7 separate regions of the Mus musculus genome follow, and regions 2, 3, 4, 5, 6 and 7 are each linked to region 1. Evidence: chromatin contacts called from public HiChIP or PLAC-seq, capture Hi-C and promoter capture Hi-C data. All regions are on one chromosome and are shown on one strand. The core of a region is the stretch at or near the end of the contact, and the rest is flanking DNA. Distances in the headings are between cores, read along the strand shown. Region 1 holds the start of Mogat1 (monoacylglycerol O-acyltransferase 1). Region 2 holds the start of Cul3 (cullin 3). Region 3 holds the start of Serpine2 (serine (or cysteine) peptidase inhibitor, clade E, member 2). Region 4 holds the start of Mrpl44 (mitochondrial ribosomal protein L44). Region 5 overlaps Wdfy1 (WD repeat and FYVE domain containing 1). Region 6 has its middle 27 kb from the start of Ap1s3. Region 7 holds the start of Ap1s3 (adaptor-related protein complex AP-1, sigma 3).

Region 1 (3,432 bases), core at 660-3,159:
CAAACATGTAGTTGGGTCTAGGCAGAAAAGCCCGGGAGCGAAGGCAACCCGAAAATAGAAAACTAACAATAGCTCTTTGTCCTGATGTCAAGATGGCAAAGTTTTAATACCTAGGGGCATTACTTACTCATTATGAGTTGAGGGATCCAGAAATGAATTGGCAGCCATTGAGAGACTAAAATGAAACTTTGTATAGCACCCACTTTCTAGATGGGACCATCACTACATTTGGGAGACCATAGTTGCCCCCAATTTACCCAGCTGTATATTGAAAAGCTGTATATTGTCTTCCATTGTAAGTAAGACAAACCTCGCTTTAGAAACAAAATAGTACGGGCCAGTCATAGTTGCACATGTCTTTAATCCCAACACTTGCCTTGCAAAGGCAGGCAGATCTATGAGTTCTAGGCCAGCATAAAGAGTTCTACAGAGCAAGTTCTTCTGGGACAGCCAGGGCTACATAGAGGAAATATGAGAGAGAGGGGGGGGAGGGGGAAGAGGGGGAGAGAGGGAGAGAGAGAGAGAGAGAGAGAGAGAGAGAAAGGGGGAGGGGGAAAGGGGGAAGAGGGGGAGAGAGGGAGAGAGAGAGAGAGAGAGGGAGAGAAAGGGGGAGGGGGAAAGGGGGAAAAGGGGGAGAGAGGGAGAGAGAAAGGGGGAGGGGGAAAGGGGGAAGAGGGGGAGAGAGGGAGAGAGGGAGAGAGGGAGAGAGGGAGAGAGGGAGAGAGGGAGAGAGGGAGAGAGGGAGAGAGGGAGAGAGGGAGAGAGGGAGAGAGGGAGAGAGGGAGAGGAATCCAAAGCAGGGAGTCCCACAGTAGGTGAACACTGTCTGACCAGGCAGACCCAGGAACCAGAGGCTGTGCGCAGTAGGGTAGGGACTGTGTCTGGTGAGTGTTTGGCACGGCGGAGCTCTTACCGAGCAGGAGGAAGGACAGGACCCACTGCAGCACCGCAGCGGTCTGTAGGCACCGTGCCAGCGGGGTGTTGAGTGGCGCGAACTCGACCATCATGGTTCTACCCGGAGGACTCCTTTCGCAGGATTTGTGGTACTGCTACCGACTGGGAGGCCGAGGCTCCAGCTGGCCGGAAAGGAACCAATTCGCCCTGGGGCAGGAGGTGAGGGAGGGTGCGCGGCGTTGAGGCGGGGTGCTGGGGATCACTAATCACAGCTTGAGGCAGAACCCTGGTCACTCGTGGGAGAGGTCAGCCTGCCTGCCCAATCGCTAGGGCCTGGGCCTCCACCCGTATTTGACCATTGTTCATCTGATAGACCGCCTAGCACTCAGCTCCAGCATCCACCCATAAACCCACCTCATCCTCTGAAGCCAAGAATTGGGGAGTGGGTAGTTTGGTTAGTTCTTTGAGGTCCAGCACTAGCTGGAGGAAAGTGTGGGACTTGCGTTTATTAGTGTGGGTCTCCACACTACCCCCCCCCCCAAGGTGTGTGCGTATGCGAGTGCACGCACGGGTCTCTCTTTTTGTGTTTTCTTTTGTGTCCTAAAATTCCTACACAAATCCTGGATGATTTCCTTTCATTCATTCTCTTAACCCATATATACTGAAAGCCCACCAAATCTCCATTATCTTGTGAGAAAATGACCTTTTTGGGGGGGGGGCAGGAAAAAATCTAAGCAAACTAACCATACAACTGAATAGTATACAATTACAAGACCCTATTATAAACGCTAGAGTGAAAGAGTTAGAATCCGGTGGGACAACTTCTTGTGCCTGTTTCTTTCTCAGCGTTTACCTGCATAGTTTTCTTAAATGTGTGCACAGCAGCATGTGGAGAGACCAGAAGTGAACCTCAGATATGTTTCTCAATACTATCTTAGCCCTCGACTTTGGTTTTTGAGATAGAGTCAACGGAGCTTGGGACTCACCCAATTAGGCTGCTCTGGCAAAAGCTCCCAAAAGCTCTGGGCGTGCTCTGGTATTACCTCACCAGCCTGACTTTTTACCTGAATTCTGGACATCAGATTCAGATTTTTCACGCTTGCAAGCATTTTAACAGTTGAGCTGTCTTTCCAGCCCTTGAGTTTTAAATGATTGCTTTAATTAACTGAAGAGGTCTACAGGCAAAGGGAAATGTGTGTGCAAAGGTCTTCCTAAGAAAAGGGGAAGGGCACCATTTGTAACTTCTTGGCAAAACTGTTTTTGTTTGTTTGTTTGTTTTAGTTTTGTTTTTCTGGTCGAAGAGGTACTTTCTTCTTTCTTAGAGTTCTTTCTGAGCCACCCTCCATGCTAGGTGGGAGATTCTGTGATTGAATATTATGTCACACACTGTGACAGTCTCTTGCCAGGTATGCCCTGACTCCATAGCAACACTTCGAAGTATTCATGCCAATTTGGAGCTAGGGAAATTGGGACTCAAAGTAGAGGCCAGCCTGGGCTACCAGACCCTGTCTCAACAATTAAAACAACCTACACACACACACACACACACACACAGATAGAGAGACAGAGACAGACAGAGAGGAGAGAGAGAGGAGAGGAGAGGAGAGGAGAGGAGAGGAGAGGAGAGGAGAGGAGAGGAGAGGAGAGGAGAGGAGAGGAGAGGCCAGGCGAGGAGAGGCCAGGCGAGGCCAGGTGAGGCCAGGCGAGGTGAGGGGACGGGAGGGGAGCGGAGAGGGGAGGGGAGCGGAGAGAGAGAGGGGAGGAGGAGAGGAGAGGAGAGGGGAGGGGAAGGGAGGGGAGGGGAGGGGAGAGAGAGAGGAGGAGGGGAGGGGAGAGAGAGAGGAGGAGGGGAGGGGAGAGAGAGAGGAGGAGGAGAGGAAAGGAGAGGAGAGGAGAGGAGAGGAGAGGAGAGGAGAGGAGAGGAGAGGAGAGGAGAGGAGAGGAGAGGAGAGGAGAGGAGAAAAGAGGCGAGAAGAGGAGAGAAGGAGAAGAGCTGTAATTGTAGGTAAGTGCTGAAGACTCTGTCTTGTCCTTTCCTGGAAGCTAGGCAGAACAGAGATGAAATGAAATTCAGATGAAAGATACAAATGGTAGGATATGCAGAACACCTAAAACCCTTGGTCCTAACCACTTAGAATGTTATTGATGATGCATTTGTCACCTCACAGAAAGCAGCTAGTAAAGAACAATTGAATCTTTTGTTGGAGGTGGAGGACTGGCTTGAGAGAGGGACTCCTGTTGCTCAGGTGAGCTGCATTCCATATGTTAATGAACTTGATCTCGTGACCCACCTCCCTAAGGGGCTTACAGGCAGGCAACATCAGGATCAGCAAGAACCATCGTGTTTTAAAAGACTTATTTACTTTTATATGTGTAGGGTTTTTTTCTATTTTGATTTTATGTGTATGGGTGATCTGTCTGTCTGTCTGTGTACTACATGTATGTCTGGGTGCCCACAGAGGCCAGAAGAGGTATTGGATCCCTGGAACTTGAGTTACAGACAGTTGTGAACTGTTATATGGCTACTGGATATTGGGC
Region 2 (3,432 bases), core at 457-2,956, 1.8 Mb before region 1:
AGTCAAGTCAGTCCTTCCTGATATTCTTATATCCAGGGTTGCTTCTTTCTCCATACCCACATGCATCTTTGACTGCATATTACAAATACTATTGGCTTTTTCTCATGAGAGAGAACATGCAGTTCTTTCGGGAAAGCTGATAAAGTGGCAGAGCTTAGATTAAAGCCAATGGCTTAAAATGTATATTGTAATAAGAAATAGAGCCATATGATAGGACAGCCAATAGAAAAAGGTTTTATATCCTGATAATTATGGAAATGGCAATCAATTAGCATACTAGTTATAAACAACTATGCATCACTCACTATATTCATCAGAGCCCTTCCTTGTTTTACTTAACCCATTCTTGATATTTTATTTTTAGCTTAACTCTCTAAGCTTAGTCATTACAAATAATTTAGGGTCAATTCAACCATAAATAAACAAGCTTTATCAAGTTTTCCCTTTTGGAGGGCGGGGGTGTGTGAAGGGTGTTCAAGACAGGGTTTCTCTGTGTAGCCCTGGCTGTCCTGGAACTCACTCTGTAGACCAGGCTGGCCTCGAACTCAGAAATCCACCTGCCTCTGCTTCCCAAATGCTGGGATTAAGGTCATGGGCCACCAATTTCAATTGTAGGTGCTAATCCCAACAACAGTTCACTCAAAATGGGAAGATCCAAAACTGGGAGAATCTCAGATTTCCCAGGGGCGTTGGAAACAGCAAATGAGCAAGTATGCAAGGTAGATGTAGGATTCATACTGAATTAGAAGCCAAAAGCAGTCGAATTGGACATTTCGACTATAGGATAAGAGTCCCCGAACAAATAGAAAAATGTCTCCAAACCTACAGCAAACTTAATTTCACAGTGCTTTTGGTTTTAATGATCTATACTGTTCTTGGAAATGGTCGTATGTTTAACACAATATTGTAGTATATTAGGCATTTGTTTTATTTCGGCACAAACAAAAACCGGGTTTTAACATTAGTGGGCTCTGGATCCTCCAGAAGGTATCAACTAATGAACAAACCCAGGAGCTTGTACAGTGTAAGAAGGCCGGGTTGATTCTGAGGCGCTGCAACACCTAGCTAAAAACAGGACACTGGTTTCGCAGTCTGCAGGTAACTCAAGCACAAACCCTGCTTTCAAGTTTCTGGCTGGGCTCAAGTACCCATCCCTAGGCCACGTGCCCTAGAAAAACACAGGAGCAGTTCTAGGACGTAGAACCTTCCTCCTCGCACCCCACGCCCTTTCCCAGGACTACCTACCTACTAGGGCCAAGCTCAGCCCCGCCAGCCCACAACACAACACTCCCCTCTCCCCCTTCCGGAAATTCCCCCGCCCACTACCCACGTGACCCACCACCTTCGCGCTCCACCAATCAGAAGCCACCTCAGCCTACTGGGGTCTCCGACGCTCCTCTTTTGAAAACGCAGCCTACGTCTCCTGCACCAGGCCCCGCCCCCCAGGGCGCTGACTACGCCCATTCCTTAATCCACCCCTCTCCCCCCTCCCCACCACGTTCAGACCCCACTTCTCCCTGCGCCCTCCCTTCCCGGGCTTCGCCCCACCCCGCCCCCGACCGCGCGCCCGCCCCGATCTCGCGAGATCTGACGTGCCCGCCGCGGCCTCCCGCCTCCCCTCCCGTCCTCCCGCCCCCTCCCCCATCTCTCCACTCTCCGCTCTCCTCCCTCCCTCCTCCCCCCTCCACCCTCTGGGCCGGATCTCGTCTCGCTGAGGCGGAGGAGGAGAAGGAGGAGGAGGACGTTCGGCCTGCGCAGTGAGATGTTTGTCCGTCGCCGCCGCCGCCGCCATCGCGGAGGAGCGCGATAAAGGGAGCCGAGCCCGGCGCGAGGGGAAGCCCGCGGAGCCGCCGCGCCAGCGCAGCCCCCGGCCGAGCCCGAGCCGCCCGAGCCCGAGCCGCCGCCCCCGCCGCCGCGGCCGCCCAGGGGCCGGCCCGCCGCCCAGCCCAGCCCGGGGGCCGCGCCGCCGCCCCCCGCCGAGCCCCGCGGCTGCCCTCCCGCCTTCAATGTGACACCGGCGCCTCCGAGTGCGAGCCGCAGCCGCCGCCGCCGTCAGCGCCGCCGCCGGGGAGGGGCCGAGCACCATGTCGAATCTGAGCAAAGGCACGGGCAGCCGGAAGGACACCAAGATGCGGATCCGGGCCTTTCCGGTGAGTCGGTCCTCGGCGCCCGGGACCGGGAGCCGCGGCCCGGAGCCGCACGCGAGGCCGGGGCTGAACTCCGCCAACAGGCCGCAGCCGGCCTCCCCTCCCCCCACGGCCGCCGCCGGTGGCGGAGCGCGAGGCTTCCCGGCAACGGGGCGGCGCGGGGCCGGGTCGGCCACCTCCGGGGCCGTTCCCCGCGCCCCGGCCGCCCCGGGGCCTCCTTCGCTCGGGCCTCGGGGGCCGCGGCCCTGAGGGGATGCGCGCTGTGGCCGCCGCACCCGTCGCGTGGGGCGTGTGTGTAACTTTTAGCGTGCGGTTTCCAGAAGGAGCCGGCTCGGCTTTTACGGCGGTGGGGAGGACTGTCCACCTCTGCTCGACTCCGTAGTCAGGGGCGGTCTTGCCATCCCACTGCCCCACTCACTGACAGAGATGCTAGAAATGCCCACTGGCAAAACACTAGGAGCATAGTATTTATAGCATCCTTGATCCTGCAAAGCTTCCTAAGCGCTTGACCCACTCCGGTTCAGAATCGCCCCTCCACTTCTTGGAGGGCCAGGCACAGCTTTTCCGTGTCTTAGTCAAGGAGGTCCCCAAGAATAGTTGCCACTCAGACTTGTTTTACCTTGTACGTTTTTAGCGACAGCAAACATTTGCTCTTCAGAAACTTTTCCTCTTGGCGTTACGTTGAGTCATAGGCTTGCGGTGTTTAGTAGATGGAGTAGTATGTAACTTTGGATGTCATGCCTCGATCAGATAGCCAGTGGCAGGCAATTAAAATGTCCTGTTGTAACAAACTGGACGTACTTGCTCGTGTCGCTACAGTGACAGGTAAATGTCAAATAGACAAGCCATCAGTGGAGCAGAATTGTAAAAGTAAAACGGAGGGAGGTTGTTTTTCCCTTCTAAGACTCATAAGCATTCTGTCGTGTGGGAGGGGAAGGGGGCCTTTGTCATCACTTTTTGAACAGGCTTTTCCTGAAGTACCCTTTGCTGTGAGGAATGAAAGACCACGATAGTATTGTCTGAGTTAAGTAACTTTGCCTTGGAGAACTTGAGGGCCTCTGAATTCCTCATCCCAAAGAAGTGTACAAGCGATGCAGAATTGTGACTTTGCAAGGGACATATTGTCAGCATGTAAAAACTTGCACCTTTATGTAAATAAATGGGCTCTATGTTAACATGTAGGGTATAATCAGGAGGACGAGATACTTTAATAATAATTGCATTATGAACGATTTTTTTAAGTAAATAAGAGATTACACCAGAAAGTGAGAAATGCTAGAAACAC
Region 3 (3,432 bases), core at 523-3,022, 1.3 Mb before region 1:
CAGGATATCTGATATGTGACCCCTATGAAAGAGTCATTGACCTCCAAAGGGGTCATGACCCCAGGCTGAGAATTTCTGGACTAAATCCTATTTATACTCTAACTGGGAAAAAAAGGGGGGGGGGGTTCATGACCTGCATTACAAGACACTCAAATCCTTCGCTGTTTGTCCATTTCTCCCAAAACCAGTTGACTTTCCTGAACATTTGGAACGGCAAATAGTGTTTGAGATACAAACCACGCAGTCCATGTGACATTAGGAAATCGCTTTGCAAAATGTCAGCCCTGAGAAAGAACTGGACAAAGTATATGGGGGTCTCAGTCGAGTGCCTACAACTGTCTCAATCAGCAGTGTCAGCATGAAGATGGTGAGATAGAAGCAGATGCAGAGAAACCAGCAAGCTCTGTGCATCTGCCTTCACTCACACTTCAAACTTGGCTCTCTAGTATAGTGATTCTCAGTCTGTGAGTCATGACCCCTTGAGGGGTCAAATGACCTTTTCACAGAGATCATCCGGAAACACTGATATTTATATGACAACTCATAACAGTAGCAAAGTCACAGTTATGAAGTAAGAAGGAAAATAATAGTGCTATGGGGGGGGGGGGGCGCACCACAACATGAGGAACCATACCTATTAAAGGGCTGCACCATTAGGAAGGTTGAGAACCACTGCTCTAGTAGTTTCTTATCTGCTTCCCCTCCTATCTGTAGCACTGCACCCTAATCCAGTGCCTTGTGCATCTGAGGCAAGCACCCTACCACCTAGCCACACCCTCAGTCCCTAATGCCTTCATCTGGAAAGCTGCTCTCAGTTTTTCAAGTCACACACACACACACACACACACACTCACACACACGGGTGGGGGAGTGTCTGTCATGGACACAGCTGTGTCAGTGTGGTTGCTCAGAGATCTGAGTTGCTCTAGCACTAGGTGCAGTTTATTTCACAGCCCTAAAGAGATTTACGGCTGTTTTTTCTTCATTGGGGCCAAACATGGGGCCTGATAGGGAGGGCGTTGCACCAAAGGCAACAGAGACTACCATGAAAGTCCCTACAAACCTAACCTGAGCAGAGGACTGAAGAATGCAGAAAGGGACACTCAGGTAACAGACCATGGGACATAACAGCCATCTGTTGCTGGCCTTGGGTCTGATAAGGTCTCAGGGGCTGAAGGTGTAGGTTCAAAACACCTGGATCTTCGGAGCTCTGAGAGTACTTCATGCTATCACCACAAGCAAGGGGTCAGTTTTCTGCATGTCCTTGCTTGTCATGTGCCTAGGAATCCCACAGCCAGCTCATCCACTAAGCAGGGATAAGTTGACTCTGGGGCACCTGGAGGACCTGTTCTAGACCTCCACGTCCTAGCTCCGTTATTTCCATCACCTGCAGGATTGCACACTGTCACCCCCCCCCCAACACCCCCAGACGACGCGTCTTGCGTCTCAGGGGCACACCACTGGCTTCTGTGTCGCCCACTCCTCTCCACTCCCCACAGGCTCATCCGGACGATCCACGTGCAGCTCGACCGGGGGTTGGCGCCGCACCTCGAGCCCGGCGCGTCTGGCCGGAGCTTTCTGGGGACCCGAACCCCCCAACCCCCGCGAGAGGGCGGCATCTGGCGACCGCGGGTCGGGCAGGGGGGCGTCCTAAAGTCCCCTGCGGTGCAGAGACGTTGCGGCCGGCTGCCACACAAAGGCGGCGGCGGGAAGGCGGGGCGGGGCGGGCCGGGGGGCGGGGGAGGCAGGAAGGGGCGGGGGCGGCGGCGGCGATAAAGCCCCCGCGCGGCCCGGCCGGCTAGTGCAGTGGTTGCACGGGAGTGCGGGCTGCACGCGTCACCGTCACCGCCGCCTGTCCCCCACCGCCGCGCAGCGCCGATCTCCCTCCCGGTTTCGGCCGCCACCTGGGGATCCAAGCGAGGACGGGTGAGTAGCAGCTGCGGGGTTCCCGCTGCTCGGAGGGGAGCCGGGGACTGTCCCCGGGGCAGCACCGCGACCGGTTGCTGGGGCGGGAACTTTCTCGAACCGCCTCGGGCCCCGCTGCGAGCGCTCCTGGCTCCCGCGTCCCTGTCCCCGAGGGTTTGGGCGTCCAGGTGTGCCGGAGGCTGACGGAACGCTCGCCGAGCTCGGGGTGGGTCCAGCAGGACTGCAAACCGTGACCCTGAACCCGAGGCGACTGGGCACTCACGGGTAGCACCGACCCCACACTTTTCCCGTGCGCGGGTCCCTGTCCCGGGCGACCGGCTCTCACTTGTAACCTTTGCCTGTGCAGTGTGGAGGTGGGCAGCGGTTTGGGGAAGGACTTCAGTTCACACTGGCCTTTGCAACAGGCTTGTCCCTAGGATACAGTAGCAGCTCTTTGCGATTTCTTATTTATTTTCATCATCTGTGGACCAGGGAATTGCGAGGCCGGTGAGTGACTCCAGGTAAGGTGAAAGTACTCAGAAATCCTCGGAGGAATTAGGTATTTAATTTGCCCCCACGATGAGCAGAGAGGGAAAGCTGCTATTACATAAGACAGCACTCCACCTTCAGGTATTAGGGAAGGTGCTGTTGAGGATTTTTAGTGTTTTAATGAACAAAACAGAATCTCCGCGTGTCTCTCCAGAGAAATCTCCAAACGCCGCTGGATCTTGCTTTGACTACTTTGCTGGGAACGTTCTTATATTTAGCATGAACATAAAAAGGTGTTTGAAGGTTTAACTTTTCTCTTTCAAGCCAGGAGGCAGTTTACTTTTCTGAACTGTTCTAGAACAATTGATCTGATCATCTTGTACTTTGGAGATTTTGTATCTGAATGGGAATACAGATAATGGGAGAAATGTCAGCATTACCGATTTGTGTATCTGAAGCACACTTAAAAATTGAAGGTGCTTTGAACACTTTCTGTGGTTCTAAAACAATAATTATACCCTGTTGGCAACATTTAAGCAAAAAAAAAAAAAAAAAAAAAAAAAATCTCAAGAGCTTCGCCACAGATAATGGAACCGTCAACAATGGAGTTTTAGCTGTTTTTTTCAGAGTAGTGTTTGAAATTTTTGTTCAGCTAAGGGTGACTCCTGAAGGTCATGAGCCGATGTCATCGTTCCTTCTTCTTTGAAAGAATCTAGGCAGAAATTTTCTCCCATGAACTTGACAAATTAGCACAGTAAGACAGAAATTGCCGAATCTCTAAAGGATGCTAATTTTCGGCCTCACACATAGGCGACTTGACAGTGGTCAGAGATGGGTTAGGATGGAAGAGTTGCTGCCCTCTTCTAGCCAGTTCTTCTCCCACAGGGTTTGGAACTTTGGCCTTTTCCCCCTCTTGTGGTGGTATTGCTGCGGGGACTCTCGATTCTGTGACCACGTCAGGTCCAGTGGTTTTCACACTCCACTTACTCAGTTGTTCTCTGGACATGTTCAAGACTTGCCCTCAACTGGGGGTGCTGT
Region 4 (3,432 bases), core at 415-2,914, 1.3 Mb before region 1:
ATATAAGATGTGGGGGTTTCCCTTTGGCTTAACTGCCATATTAAACAGATTGTTCACATCACATTAGGCTGCTCTGCTAGTATTTAAGTTCTCTCTTTCTGCTCTAACAGTGACATTATGCTTTCTACCTGAGTATGAACAAATTATAACTATATAGATTCAGGCCACAAACTGAAAGTAATTATGTTTAGTTTATATATATTTATTTAAAGCTCAGAAATGTCCACTTGAATTTCCAGTTACATAAGTTAATATCAGTCTTATGAGTGTGTCAAAATTTCATAACCACAGGCGAGGGTTGAGGCTGTTCTAATTCAGTGGTAGTGGTAATTGACACAATGGCCTGGTGTGTGCAGGTACACTGTACAGACACACAATTCCAAGAATTAAATGCCTTTTCCTAGAGAAAATTAAATGTCTTTTCCTAGAGAAAAATAATGCCACAATAAAATCCTTTAAAGTTAAAAGAGAGAAGAAAAATAGATCTAAGTTTAAAATCATAAATCTAAATTTGTTTTCTATAGTTTTTTCCAATTTTAACTCATTAATCTTAAAATACCCACCTGTCTATTGGGCAAGGGAATGTAAATTAAGACATGATTCTGAGTCTTGCTTATTAAACCACAATAATTGTGCAATAGAAGGTGTATTCTCACTGGTGTTAGTGTAAAGGGGATTAATATTCTCCTGGAGGGCAATATTAAAATAGTAATCAAAGTCTCAGCTCAGGAATAACTAGCTAACTAGAGACAGTTCCTGCTTCTTTGGTGTTCTAACAATCTAACGGAAGTCAAATGCCAAAGAAACTGTAAGAATGAAGTTGATCTTCGTGTACTTTTGCCCACTAAGACAGAGTATACAGAAAGTGCATGATGCAGGATCGTATATAAGCATGATGCACTTTAGAAAAATCTGTGGGGTTTTTGTTGAGGTTGTTGTTGTTGTTGGCTGTTTTGATTTGTCCGACAACCCCCCCCCCCGCCCCCAGGCAAGAAGATTAATTAGATAAAAAACCTAAACTTTTATCCTCACTCCAGGCAGTGGACATGAAATTCTGTTACACACAGAATTAAATGTTTCTACCCTGGTACGCAATATGGTAGAATTGATGACCCTATTCCTCTTTAAAATACCCAATTGGCCTGAGATTAGGAAGTGACAAAATTGGGTCAATCCCAATCCCAAGCAGTTACCCTCTGGTCGACCCCATTTGCTTATATTCAGCTAGTGAGATTCTGCAGGGGACAGCCCAGCCCCTGTCGCCCAGTTCCTCTGCCCCATGCTGCCTGCAGGAACGTGCCCACCGCAGTTGCCTGCAGCCTGGTGTCCTCGCCGCCACCTTAGCCTCTCCACCCTCCCGAGACGCCTACCGTCGCACTGGCGGCGGCGGGCAGCGTAGCAGGCGCCATCGCTCCAGCTCTTTCTGGAAGCGGAAGGCGGCACGGAATCCCTTCTTCACTCCCCGAACCGGAGGAGCCAGCGTGGGGACGGCCGGAGCCAATAGGCGGCGAGGGCCCTGCTGCAGCAACCGGAATACAGCAGAAGCCATGGCAAGAACAAGGCAATAGGAGGCGGAAGGAAGACAGCCGGAGCGGTGTAGCCCGAACGCGGTTCCCCGGAAACTGGTGCAGCAGCAGAGAGAGGCCTGAACGCTGGAGGACACCGAAGAGGGAGCATGGCTAGTGTACTGCGCGTGCGCAAGTGCTTCTTTCTGCCCATTCTGTAAGTATGGGTGCAGAAATTGTTGAGAAACAGTTGCTTGACCCTATCAGTCTCGCTTGTGTTTATTTCTCATTAAAGCAGAACAAAAACTAGTTTTTAAAGTTCTAAATAAAACACTTAAATTTTCACAAGAAAAACATTTCTTGTTTACATTCAGTCTTAAAAGTTGCAGACCATCATTCCAGCCACTACTGAGGAAATGTTTTCAAAGTTTAAGGCTTCACCCAACCGTTTCCAAAAAGTCTCGCTTACAAAAGCACGTTCAGAAGTGTGTTTAACTTAACCAAAATTAAAGTTTGTATTTTAAAACAACTACTTTCCTCCCACCCTACCCCCCTCCCACAGGGGAAGACTCGGGACCAGGAGGGGTACATAAAAATATTAACAGTGAAATTACAAGTTTTTTTTTTAAAAATCTGTATCAACGTTTGAAGCTTTCCTAACAAAATATGAGTAAAAGACCTGAAGTCAGAAATGGAAGTGTCTCTGCTTCTTTTCCCATAGTTTTTATGGTGAACATCTTTTCCTTGAGAGGCACCTGTATGGTTCTTATACAAGGGAAACAATTCCCCTGCACTCACCCAGTTAGACTCCAGGGTCTTTGTGCCTGCTTTCACAAACAGCTTGTTCATTTTTTTTCTCTTTTTTTATTATTATTATGTATTTTCTTCAATTACATTTACAATGCTATCCCAAAAGTCCCCCCACTCCCTCCCCCCCCCCACTCCCCTACCCACCCATTCCCATTTTTTGGCCCTGGCGTTCCCCTGTACTGGGGCATATAACGTTTGCCTGACCAATGGGCCTCGCTTTCCAGTGATGGCCGACTAGGTCATCTTTTGATGCATATGCAGCTAGAGTCAAGAGCTCTGGGGTACTGGTTAGTTCATAATGTTGTTCCTCTGATAGGGTTGCAGATCTCTTTAGCTCCTTGGATACTTTCTCTAGCTCCTCCATTGGAGGCCCTGTGATCCATCCAATAGCTGACTGTGAGCATCCACTTCTGTGTTTGCTAGGCCCCGGCCTAGTCTCACAAGGGACAGCTATATCAGGGTCCTTTCAGTAAACGCTTGCTAGTGTATGCAATGGTGTCATCGTTTGGAGGCTAATTATGGGATGGATCCCTGGATATGGCAGTCTCTAGATGGTCCATCCTTTTGTCTCAGCTCCAAACTTTGTCTCTGTAACTCCTTCCATGGGTGATTGTTTCCAATTCTAAGAAGGCGCAAAGTGTCCACACTTTGGTCTTCGTTCTTCTTCAGTTTCATGTGTTTTACCAACTTCTTATGCTCGTTTTCTGCTTCTGTAACTCTGCCTATTTGCCTGTCAAATCCTCCATTTGGAAACCCCCTACTCTTGGACGACAAAAAAACCTTATCTTCCCTAGATCTAATGAGGATCTCTTGAACCCCACCTGTATTGAGAGACAGCCAATGTACACAAACTTTAGAGGTTTGTTTTAATCAATTGCTTTCTTTAATTAATTTGGCCATCATGATTTGAGCTAGGGGTCTTTTTCCTCACATCTGTGGGATTAACAGTAATCTCAAGCTTAATAAAGTTAGTGAAAGAGATCCACACACATTGGGAGTTCCCCTTCATACCTCAGATTAGGAACAAACCACACCCAAACACCTGCTTTCACAGAGAGATCCTTTATTAAGTGGGGGAGGAAAGTTAAGGTGGCTGCTTTCTCACTCTGGCAGAAAA
Region 5 (3,432 bases), core at 287-2,786, 1.2 Mb before region 1:
TTCTGTCTACCCACCAAGTAATGTGTGTGTGTGTGTGTGTGTGTGTGTGTGTGTGTGTGTGTGTGTGTGTGTATGTGAAAGGCTTGGGGCCTGCTTGTTGGAGCTTTGCTCCAGCCATCCAGTGTGTGAATATGTATGTGCCTGCCTGCCTGTCTGTCTGTCTATGTGTATGTATGTATGTATTTGTATGTGTGAAGTTACTGGAGCTTGTCCTTGCCTCAACCTTTCTCTGTGTATATGTGTGCATGTTTGAATTTTCTTCCTTTCCTTCTCTCTAATCGCTGGCTGCCATCAGCCGCAGCCCTTGTTGCGTGTTATCAGCACCAACACCCATCAGCTGCCATTAGCACTGATTCTGATGGCCATCACCATACTTTGCTGGTCTTTGGCAATGCTTCATCTTCCTTTGCTTAGGAGTCAATGCTTTAGCAGGAAATATGTGGAAATTTCTAGAAAGGCTTGTTTACTTTTTAAAAACTATACAAAGCTGCTTTTTAAAAATTGAGTTGTATCTTTTATGAACAATTTTGTACAAAAAGGTTTACATTGTAAGGTTTTTATCATCTTTTAGTAAGAGCTGGATAAAATTGGACAAGGCAACTGGGTAGAGTCAGACAGTGTGTTGCAGCGGCCATATTGGTTTGTATTTTTAAAGATGGCTTTCTGCTTATTTCTGTTCCCTGAAGCATAAACCGGAGATAAAAATGTCCACCATCTTTGCCACAGAGTAGCTTGCTTTTTGCAGATCATGAACTTTTCAGGAATACCCGTGTAGGTCTAGAAAGCAAGAAGTCTATATCTACGTAGTTCAGTGCTTTGAGATTACAGGAGCTCAGCAGAGACAAACTTAGAGGGTCGAAGCTTATTGTCTTACATCTTTCAACCTTTTGGGGGACCCTCTTGTCCAGCCTTCTTGCATCTGGTTTCTTAGGTCTTCTCTGCAAGCACTTCGTTCTGCTCCTTTGGGAGTGATCTTATCTGGGCCCAGTCTATTCACAAACCTCTAGGTGTTCCTTCCATTTCATGTCTCCTTGTGGAAGCCAGAGTCCCTTTCATGATCTGTAGTGGCCCTCCGGAAATGTGACCCCTCATAGACTCGAGGATGTCCCCGACTCCCAAGCCTGTCCTAAGCACAAGTTCACTTTGATGGCCAGCAGACCACTGAGTTCTAAGTCCGACACATAGAAGTCTCTAGAGTAGTCTTGTTAAGAAGGGAAAGTGCCCGTCATTTACTTGAAGTTGCCTGATTCTTGTGCCTGAGGCTGCAAACAGTTTAATCCTTCACTCAGTTTGTACTCCTCAGCCTTGTTTGCTCTTAATGGTGATGTTGACAGACACATTCTTAAGGCATGGAGTATTTTTGTGTTTGCTATTTTAGATAGCTGCACTTGAACACAAAGCAAAATCCAATCCTGGCGTTGCACTCACTCCGAAGTGTGTACTTGTGGCTTTGCCAGAAGGTTCCCATGGGCTCTGTGTTGCTGGCCTCATGTCCTAACAAGGATCTAGAGTCAGTGTTGCTCCACAAGTGTCCCCTCCCCTCCCGTCTATCCCTGATTAGTCAGCTTGATGACTGCAGAGCTGGCGAGTGTGCTCATACAGCTTAGCCATATAACTTTAACTCAGCATTTTAAAGGAAAGCTGAGGATTTTGGTCTAAAATATGGATCAGTAGATAAAGACACTTGGCACCAAGCCTGAGGAACCACTTTGGGTCTCCAGAATCCACAGGGTAGAAGAAGAGACCTGATTCCCATAAGTTTTCTTCTGACTTCCACCTATGTGATATGTACATAAGCACACACACACACACACACACACACACACACACTTACTTCAAATAAAAGTATTAAAAAAGAAAACCACATTTTATGCACATTTTCCCATACCTTCTAGTCTTCATAACTATTTTTAGTGACTAAACTATAAGTTACTATGCCATTTGCCAACACATTTCACTATTTACCTTTTTTTCCCCCAAATCCTTGATTCTGTTTTTTCCCTATTTAATTATTTCTTTATAACTAGTTAACAGGGGCTGGTGAGATGGCTCAGCAGGTAAGAGCACTGACTGTTCTTCCAAAGGTCCAGAGTTCAAATCCCAGTAACCACATGGTGGCTCACAACCACCCGTAATGAGATCTGATGCCCTCTTCTGGTGTGTTGAAGTCAGCTACAGTGTTCTCTCTCTCTCTCTCTATCTATCTATCTATCTAATAAAAAAAAAAAGAACTAATTATCAGGCCTGAAATCCCTAAATCCAACTGTACTGGCTAATTTTGTGTCAACTTGACACAGCTGGGGTTATCACAGAGAAAGGAGCTTCAGTTGAGGAAATGCCTCCATGAGATCCAACTGTAAGGCATTTTCTCAATTAGTGATCAAGGGAGAAAGGCCCCTTGTGGGTGGGACCATCTCTGGACTGGTAGTCTTGGGTTCTATAAGAGAGCAGGCTGAGCAAGCCAGGTGAGGCAAGCCAGTAAAGAACATCCCTCCATGGCCTCTGCATCAGCTCCTGCTTCCTGACCTGCTTGAGTTCCAGTCCTGGCTTCCGTGGTGATGAACAGCAGTATGGAAGTGTAAGCCGAATAAACCCTTTCCTCCCCAACTTGTTTCTTGGTCATGATGTTTGTGCAGGAATAGAAACCCTGACTAAGACACCAACAAAGTTGGTTATCTTTGAAAAATGGTAAACACTTGTTTGTACCGCTTGGTTCTCTTCTACCACTGCGTGTTCTGAGGACCTAGCTCAGGCCATCTGGCTCAGAGGCAATTCCTCGACCCAGTGATCCAGATTGTTGATCCTGCCATTATTTTTTTCTCACCTTTTATAATCGGGCAAAGGTATGTGCAGCCAAACCCTTGCCAAGACGTTCTTATTTCGAATGCTAGCACAGTCTCAGAGCCCTGCAATGGACAGTCATTACTGTTTGGGATGTTTCTGTTTTGTTCTCCACAGCCCTGGAGGACACAGACACTTTGTGTGGGAGATTTACAATATGGCAACGCAGTCTCAAGCGAACGAGCGGGCGGCAGTGGAAGGGATCGCAGCTCTGTGCCCTCGATCGGTGGTGGAGTCCTCCACAGGGACAGGGCTGTGTGTAAACCTGCAAGCTGTTTATATAGGCTTAGAAAGATACACTTCCCCTTTCCTAGTTTCCCCTCCAAAAATCCCATATGGATAACATTTGAAATGTAAATAAAGAAAATATCTAATAAAAAAAAGAAAGATATACTTCCATCTCAAGTATCTTTGGATAAACAAACTATTGTTTGAAAATGGACATTGGAAAAAACCCTAATGATTCTAAAGCATTTCTTTTAGAAAGTTTCCTTTTTAGGCTGATAGGGACATGGAGTATCAGAGACGATTCAGCCACTAAATGAATAGAAAAGGTGTTGAGGAAAACGGGACCCGACTTAGGTGTGGGAG
Region 6 (3,432 bases), core at 460-2,959, 1.2 Mb before region 1:
CGACACTGAAGGGAGGAGAAGGCCCATGGCAGAAACGTGTTTCTGGATTTACTGGTGTGAAACACCCCCACCACCACTCCCACCACCAACACACACACACACACACACACACACACACACAGTTGTTGTTGAGGCAGGGCTTCATGCAGCCTAGTCAGTCTGCAGACTCTATGGAGCCAACAGTGGCCTTTACCTTGGGATCCTTCCGCCTCTCCTCCCAGTGCTGGGAGCTTGTTGTAAGCCCTTCCCATGCTCTCTTCCTTTTAGGACCTTGTAGAACAGCTCCTAGCCTTTTACCCAGGAGTCCTGCTCCGATCCCCAGGGAATCCCAAATTGCAGTTGTGTACTGAAAATATGTCGGATGTGTCCCAGGTGTGGTAATGTTTATATATGATAAAAAGATAATAGTTACTGATAAGTAAAGTTGGGCAGGCTTGCATACATAAACCTGAACACAAAGCCTGTCAGCTGTTCCTTCAAGAAATATCCCAGCACTGGCCACCAAACAGCATCCGTCCCCATGTTCCAAGCCACTGCCTTCCTGGTTGTCTGTTGGTTTCTGTCAGCCTGCTGTCAGAGCTGGTGCAGCGTGACTCAAATCATGCTAGTCTATAAGCCCAGCTCACAACTCTTGTCCCATCCCAGTATAAGTTCTAAAATGCTCTCATTATCCTTACCCCTCGGATCTGTTATGGCCTCTTACTCTTATCCAGCCACACCTATGTCCTTGTCATCATTTCTCTAACTCATAAAAATATTATTTATTATTCATTTATTTATTGGCAGGGGAGACATGTGGGTGCCAAACTTGGCCTTGGGGCAGGTTTTTCCCCCTATCATTTGAGCTCCCAGGAATTGAACTCTGGTCCTTTGGCTTAGCAGTGACTGCCTTCATCCATTGAGCCATCTTGTCAGCACCGGCCTTCCCACCCCCCCACCCCCCAGCCCCGCCAAGCCTCTATTAGGAAATTTGTGGATAGCTTCATGAGCATATTGTCAGGCACTGTGATGGTCATTTGGCTGATGCTTTGAGGATGTGGTTAAGCGGTAGAGCACTCCCTGGCAAGTGCAAAGTAAGTTCAATCCCCAGAATATGCAGAGTGGATGGAGAGAAACACTTGCTGCACACTGACCCTTAACGACTTGATAAGTTGGGGCTGGAGAGATGGCTCAGCTCTTCCAAAGGTCCTGAGTTCAATACTCAGCCACCACAAGGTTCCTCACAACCATCTGTAAAGGGATCTGATGCCCTCTTCTGGTGTGTCTGGAAATAGCTATAGTATATTCATATACAAAAGAATAAATCTTCAAAACAAAACAAAAACAACTTGGTAAGTTGATCAGTAAAACACAACAGTCCATCTTTTTTTTTTTTTTTTTTTTTTTTTTTTTTTTTGGTGTTTTGAGAAAGGGTTTCTCTGTGTAGCCCTGGCTGTCCTGGAACTCAGTTTGTAGACCAGGCTGGCCTGGAACTCAGAAATCTACCTCCCAACTGCTGGGATTAAAGGCGTGTGTCACCATGCCCGGCACAACAGTCCATCTTTAAAGTAACAGTGCTGGTCCAGTTCGTGTCAGTCAGCTGCTCTGTGAAGTTAAAAAAGCAAGTGATGTGAATTTGCTCAGAGAGTGAGCATGGAGTGGGGCCTTTGGGTGGCTGTTTCCTCACAGCCATCCTTACACCACCACAATTCCCTGGCATGCCACTGACACTTTAGCCAAAGGCTGGAAGTGGTATGAGATAGAGGTACAAGACAGACTGTGGTAAGCCACAGAGACTGTGGGGAGGGGTTGGTTATCCTAAAACAGCAGAGTCTACTGGGGGGGGGGGGGGCAGGGGGAGGAGCCTTCTTACCATGAGACTGTAAGAAGCTGCCCTCAGTTTTATGTTCTTATGGATGCTGTTGTAGTTCCTAAGTTATTTCCACAGAATTTCAGACCTTCCTCCTATGAAGTGATGATGTCTCTTGTCTTCCCCTTAAAAGAGCCCACTTCAGTGACTCACCAGACCAGCCTTGGTAACAGGTCTGGGAAACTGGGAAAAGGTAAAACTATGTGGTTCTGAGGCTAAGTCAGAAAATGGCACCCAGTCCACATCTGTCTGTGGGAAAGCAGCTCCAGCTGCCAGCCGGCGCAGGCATCCAGCCTTGTGAGTGGCCCATCCTGAACATCCTGCACAGATGCAGCCAACAACATCTGGAAAATCATGAGAAACTAGAAACAGGCACAGCTGTGGGACCCTGCTCTCAGATTCCTGACCCACAAAAGTGTGGACAATAAAACAGACTTTGAAAGTCAGTGTTAGTGTGCTTTGTTACACAGCAGTAGTGTCCTGATACATGAAGGCCTGGTCTCCAAGCTCCTCACCGGATTTCCAGCATGCAGAGCTGTCTGCAAAGAAAAGCTGCTGCCCCGAGGTGGCTGCTTTTCTACCAGGGCCAGCTGAGGGCATGTTCTCCTTAAACTCCTTCCCTTTACCTTCCTGAGACCTGCAAGCTTTTCTTTTAACCAACAAGATAACTACATATTACTATATTTATTGGATATAGAGATGCTGGAGGTCTACAGTGTTTTATAAATTATGCACAGTGATTAGAGCAGTCAGAAAAGCTGAGTTACTGAGCTTTCCACAATGAAGCAACTGCCTCTTACATGTAATTTTTGTCCTTTACGCGTGAGTTTTTGTTGACACACAGTTCACTTGTTGAGAAAGCCTTGAGCAGAGCGACGCTCCCGCTGTGGTGAGCTTCCATCCTTGCAGAGGGAAGCAGTGACCCAGCAAATAGGTAACGTGCACAGAGTGCCGGAAAGTAGTAAGTGGGAAGGAAGCAAACAAAAGGAGCCGCAGATGGAAGGCTCAGTGTGTGTGTGTGTGTGTGTGTAGGCAGCTTGCCAAGTTAAACTGTGCTCAGAGTGACACATGTACAAAGATTTTAAAGGAGGAGAGAGCAAAGCCAGAAACAAGGAAAGCGGTCCAGGGAAGAGAAAACAGCTCATGTGTGTGTTCAGCTTGCTCCCCAGAGTGCATGTGAATTAAGCTCAGCACAAGGTTGTAAGGGTACTTAAAACACTGAAGTTTCGTTGACTTTTTCTTTTTTTAACAATTTAAAAATACTTGATTGCAAACTTCTCAGGCATGAACTTGGTTATGACAGTGTTGTGAGGTGATGTCAAAAGGCCAGACACACCTGGCCCTCATCGAAAGCTTCGTGTGTCTGGAGAGAAGCAGTGATCTAGACTGCATACAGCCCAAGTGATGAGGAGCCTCTCCAGAACCTGTGAAAGCCAGGGCGGTGGGGTGTGTCTGGGGGCGGGGCTTGTCCATCATTCAGGGACACTGCAAAGCCCATGGCCTTTCCCAAGTATAAGAAACCCATTGCAGTCGGGCAGAGATGGCACACTCCTTTAATCCCAGCACCTGGGAGGCAGAGGCAG
Region 7 (3,432 bases), core at 591-3,090, 1.2 Mb before region 1:
CTGGCCAGCACAGGAATTTAGAAAGGAAACTTTCTGATGTTCTGTTCCTTTATAATAGGCAAAATTACCCCACAGCCTGGGGTTTACTTCTAGTCATACAATCCTCTTCTATGTCCCGTCCCTGCAGATGTCACAACACAAGCTTAAAAGGAGCATTGGAGTATGTAGCAGCTGGGAACCTGGAGGCAGAGGGGTTTGTGGGAACCTGGGACTGGAGGCTGTAGATGCAGAGGTGCCTCTAGCTTGGTCTCCATGTTCCTCCCTATCCCTCGGATCTCCCTGGTACTGTGCCAAAGCCACCGAGGCTATCTTTGGGGTCTGTCCATCCAGGACAAGTCTTTTCCTTCAGTGTCCTGGCTTCTCTGTCAGAACAGCTTACCACCTCACCAGGGGGCAGTTTACCTGGCTTCCGGGTAATTTACAGTAGCTAATTTGTGTCTTGCTAGCCCAGCTGTTGGGGTCTCTTAGCATTTCCTGGGCTTTGTTGCAACTTGTATATCACCTATTGTTCTGTTGGGGACTGTGAGCACCAGTGACATCAGTGACATCAGTGCCCCCTCATTCATCACCAGGGCTCCCCCATAGGGCCTGGCATGAAGGAAAGGCATTAGTGGCAGGAATTCGGGAGCCCAGCTGGAGTTCTCTTTGCTTTCCTGTTCCTAGATGGGGGCTGGGGGGGCACGGGGTGTCTATATCCTGCAGATGGTTCAGATTAGATCCTGGAGAGGAATTCCGTCGACTTATGGGTCTAAGAGCCATTTAGACAAAGGTTAACCTTTAAGAGTCATTGTCTCTCTTTGGGTATATGGCGAAACCAGCCCATTCTCCCCAAATCAATCTGTGCTAAAACTCTGCTTAGAACTCGGAGACCTGGAGATTCTTTATTCCGGCTTAAAACTCCCCTAATTGTTTAGCCAATACCAAGTGGTCTGTCCTGAAACCATACACATAAGAGCAACACTAAAAGACCGAGCAGTAACACACACACACACACACACACACACACACACACACACACGCACACACACACCCCTAAAGAAAAAAGAAGCCACGATTTCAAATGAAACTGCGCCGGGGCAGGGTGGGTGGGTATACCTGGGGAAGAGGGGAATTTAAGGGAAGAAAGGGGAAAATGATGTAATTATATTTTAATTTAAATAACAAAACAGTCTAGGCCTAAAAATCAAGGGGAAGAAAAACAGCTGAAGAAAAACAAACACCACTCCCCCCCCCCCCGAGTTTCAGTACCTTAATGTAATAGAAAACTTTAAGCGGAGAGGGCTATGAATGTTCTTGAATTGCAATTTTGGTAAAAAGCAAAACAAAACTCAAGGGAGTGTGTGTGAAAACATTTTTCATGTATTTCTAGCTCTGGGAACTGCTCTCTCCCTGAGGTGTAGGGCCAGACTGCTTTTTACACTTTTCTCAGGTGTAAAGGCAAGCATCTTCTTTTGGCGGAAGGTCGCCAGTCCCATTCATGAAGCACACAACGTGGCAGCAGAAGAAGGATCGCAGACCCCAGACCAAAAGGGAAGCTGGGGCACCAGGCGCGGTCAGCGCAGAAGGTGCGCGCGCAGGTGTAAGCACTGCCCTGGGTGGGGCTAGCGGTGATGAGGGGCGTGGCGAACTGCGGGGTCCCCGTGGCGCAGGAGAGCAAAGGAAGAACCAGGGGGAGGAGGAGGGAGTGAGAAAGGGTAAAAGGGGGAGCTGGAGCGGGAGGCTTGTGAAGAGGCAGAGAAGGAGTGACACAATTTGAGGAAGCCAGGAGGAAGGTGTGTGGGAGGAGCGGAGGGGAGGAGCAGCCCGGTGCGGGGAGGAGTCTGCAAACTTTCAGTTCAAGGGCATTGTGGGAAGTAGCCATGGTCTGAGGCTAGCGCCTCACCTGTCAGCCGCCCGGGCTGCTACAGTCTCTTCTGGCCCTCGCATCCCGGGCAATCGCTGCTGTAGGGACCCGGGACCATGGTGAGTAGGGCTGAGCATCGTGATGGAGCTGGTCGAGGCGGTGCGCGCTCCAGGTGACACCTGCGGCTCCAGGGCCGAACACGCGGCTGGGGAGGGGGTACGCGCCTAACCTGGCTCTGGGTACCGCCGAGTCACAGGCGAGGGTGGCCCGGCTGCTCCGGACAGTGCAGGTCTCCCCGTTCCTGCGAGTCCCACGGACACCGGGCACCGCTCTTCATTCATTTCAGTCTCTTTCTCTGATCGCTTGGTCCGAGCCAGGCGCTGGGGATGTCGCGGGGGACCAGGTGCTTAACACTGGTAGGAAAGGATGCCTAGGGAAAGAGACGGTGATGGAATGGTGAAATAAAAATAACTTTCCAGAGCGAGGAGAACTCCCAAGCCTCAAGAAACCCGCCTGAGAGGTAATTTTTGATTTGGTGGCCTTTTTGAGGAAGTGACATTTGAGCTCCCCGAGGTGTTTTGGTAGAGCGCAGCAGTTGGAGGGGTGAGCGACTGTGAAGAGGAGAAATGAAACCCCGGTTTGTGGCTGGAGAGGCGGGAGGGATACCAGGTAGCAGTTCTTCATAAAGTAGAGTTTTGGGTTTTGATTCGCTCGAATTTTAACAGGAGTAGTGACCGTATCCATTCTACACTTCCTGAACCCTTTGATTGATGATGGAGAATGGACTGAGATGTGGGGGGGTGGGGGCGTGGGGTGGAATTCCTATCAAGATGAAAGCCCGGAGACCCGCTACACTCAGAAGTGGATATCCAGCTCTGGGTGGAAGCAATACCTGAGGTTTCTCTCGCGCTGGCTTTCTGCTGGGACAGTGACTAGTTTGGTAGCCTGTCCCACTTCCCTGGTTGTGCACACTTCCCAAATTCTCAGAGAAGTGACCTCCTGAAGGCACTCTCTGGATGCACGACAGAGAGCAGGTGACTTTAGAAAGAAGGTTGAGTTGGAGTAGTCCATTGCTGAGACACCCGGACAGATAGCCCAGAGGATGTCGGCAGGGTTCCCAGCGTGCCCATTTTTTGTTTGTTGAGGTAAATGCAGGGTGCAAAAAGGCCCCTGTAAATAACGGAGCAGCTCTCTTGGCTTGCTCAAGTTTCCCAAGGAACAAGGTACCCAGGAAGATAGCTCATTTGCCTAATGGAGGTGGGATGAAGGCTGGTTCCCAAGTATCTATGGAGCCCAAAGCTGCTTACTTCTTGAGGAAGGGGCAGGATTTGAGGTAAGGCCCTGAGTTCTAAACAGCACAAGGTGGGAGTTTTGTTTTTCTCCTCTCGTGTCAAATGACCTTCAGAATCTGGGAAGGTTCTCCAGCTTTCCCTCCAGTCCCTGTCCTCCTGTGTGTGTGTGCGGGCGCGCCTTGCTGTCCCTTGTCAGGAAATAGTGTTACTAGCACTTCTGGCAAAGCCAGCTCCTCCTCTCCATGATCTCCCGCCACCCTTGCAACCTCCAAACCAGGTGGTCATCTTTACCTGTGG

Evidence for each region. Promoter capture Hi-C pulls out the DNA fragments that hold promoters and counts their contacts. HiChIP or PLAC-seq counts read pairs in DNA pulled down with a chosen protein or histone mark. Capture Hi-C pulls out chosen DNA fragments and counts their contacts.
Region 2: an H3K27ac HiChIP or PLAC-seq map of embryonic stem cells shows a contact between it and region 1, with 8 times the contacts expected there. The contact joins the promoter of Cul3 here to the promoter of Mogat1 in region 1. A contact is called at or near these places in 1 of 39 promoter capture datasets (pre-B cells) and 2 of 115 datasets of contacts at active chromatin or transcription factors (embryonic stem cells and large pre-B cells).
Region 3: a capture Hi-C map of embryonic stem cells shows a contact between it and region 1, with 4 times the contacts expected there. The contact joins the promoter of Serpine2 here to the promoter of Mogat1 in region 1. A contact is called at or near these places in 5 of 39 promoter capture datasets (liver, neutrophils, pre-B cells and 1 more), 1 of 115 datasets of contacts at active chromatin or transcription factors (embryonic stem cells) and 1 of 9 other capture datasets (embryonic stem cells).
Region 4: a contact with region 1 is called in a promoter capture Hi-C map of liver, with 6 times the contacts expected there. The contact joins the promoter of Mrpl44 here to the promoter of Mogat1 in region 1. A contact is called at or near these places in 14 of 39 promoter capture datasets (the 3T3-L1 cell line, 3T3-L1-derived adipocytes, the C10 cell line and 8 more), 1 of 484 Hi-C or Micro-C datasets (bone marrow-derived macrophages) and 5 of 115 datasets of contacts at active chromatin or transcription factors (astrocytes, embryonic stem cells and stem cell-derived neural progenitor cells).
Region 5: a promoter capture Hi-C map of liver shows a contact between it and region 1. The contact joins the enhancer-like site here to the promoter of Mogat1 in region 1. A contact is called at or near these places in 9 of 39 promoter capture datasets (the 3T3-L1 cell line, cranial neural crest, embryonic stem cells and 5 more) and 1 of 9 other capture datasets (pancreatic islet).
Region 6: a promoter capture Hi-C map of liver shows a contact between it and region 1, with 8 times the contacts expected there. The contact joins the enhancer-like site here to the promoter of Mogat1 in region 1. A contact is called at or near these places in 16 of 39 promoter capture datasets (the 3T3-L1 cell line, 3T3-L1-derived adipocytes, the C10 cell line and 9 more), 2 of 15 datasets of contacts at CTCF or cohesin (embryonic stem cells and large pre-B cells), 9 of 484 Hi-C or Micro-C datasets (B cells, cerebral cortex, cortical neurons and 4 more), 1 of 115 datasets of contacts at active chromatin or transcription factors (embryonic fibroblasts) and 1 of 9 other capture datasets (embryonic stem cells).
Region 7: a contact with region 1 is called in a promoter capture Hi-C map of liver, with 13 times the contacts expected there. The contact joins the promoter of Ap1s3 here to the promoter of Mogat1 in region 1. A contact is called at or near these places in 19 of 39 promoter capture datasets (the 3T3-L1 cell line, 3T3-L1-derived adipocytes, the C10 cell line and 10 more), 2 of 15 datasets of contacts at CTCF or cohesin (embryonic stem cells and large pre-B cells), 13 of 484 Hi-C or Micro-C datasets (B cells, the C10 cell line, cerebral cortex and 8 more), 3 of 115 datasets of contacts at active chromatin or transcription factors (bone marrow-derived macrophages, embryonic stem cells and extraembryonic endoderm stem cells) and 3 of 9 other capture datasets (adipose tissue, embryonic stem cells and liver).

What each region holds. Positions count from the first base shown.
Region 1 is chr1:78,509,537-78,512,968 of GRCm38.p6, reverse strand. It overlaps Mogat1 (monoacylglycerol O-acyltransferase 1), which reads right to left and starts at 1,909. Exons shown (of 7, transcript NM_026713.3): 1 at 1,881-1,909; 2 at 914-1,101. The coding sequence starts at 1,007.
Region 2 is chr1:80,338,964-80,342,395 of GRCm38.p6, reverse strand. It overlaps Cul3 (cullin 3), which reads left to right and starts at 1,706. Exons shown (of 16, transcript NM_016716.5): 1 at 1,706-2,150. The coding sequence starts at 2,085. It overlaps Gm39667 (a long non-coding RNA gene), which reads right to left and starts at 1,483. Exons shown (of 2, transcript XR_865570.2): 1 at 1,246-1,483; 2 at 1-1,168.
Region 3 is chr1:79,857,005-79,860,436 of GRCm38.p6, reverse strand. It overlaps Serpine2 (serine (or cysteine) peptidase inhibitor, clade E, member 2), which reads left to right and starts at 1,772. Exons shown (of 9, transcript NM_009255.4): 1 at 1,772-1,926.
Region 4 is chr1:79,774,250-79,777,681 of GRCm38.p6, reverse strand. Mrpl44 (mitochondrial ribosomal protein L44) reads right to left here and starts at 1,664. Exons shown (of 4, transcript NM_001081210.1): 1 at 1,371-1,664. The coding sequence starts at 1,549. It also overlaps a transcript of Wdfy1 not described here.
Region 5 is chr1:79,744,270-79,747,701 of GRCm38.p6, reverse strand. The region is part of intron 1 of Wdfy1 (WD repeat and FYVE domain containing 1); the gene reads left to right. Among named protein-coding and RNA genes, the nearest start is that of Wdfy1, 16 kb to the left of the region's middle. Within about 2 kb of position 1,536, at least 63 of the 459 cell types and tissues checked have an H3K27ac peak or open chromatin away from gene starts, as enhancers often do. A contact at or near this core is called in liver, where this site is marked.
Region 6 is chr1:79,696,983-79,700,414 of GRCm38.p6, reverse strand. No RefSeq gene overlaps it. Among named protein-coding and RNA genes, the nearest start is that of Ap1s3, 27 kb to the right of the region's middle. Within about 2 kb of position 1,709, at least 87 of the 459 cell types and tissues checked have an H3K27ac peak or open chromatin away from gene starts, as enhancers often do. A contact at or near this core is called in stem cell-derived neural stem cells, where this site is marked.
Region 7 is chr1:79,670,380-79,673,811 of GRCm38.p6, reverse strand. Ap1s3 (adaptor-related protein complex AP-1, sigma 3) reads left to right here and starts at 1,840. Exons shown (of 5, transcript NM_183027.2): 1 at 1,840-1,962. The coding sequence starts at 1,960.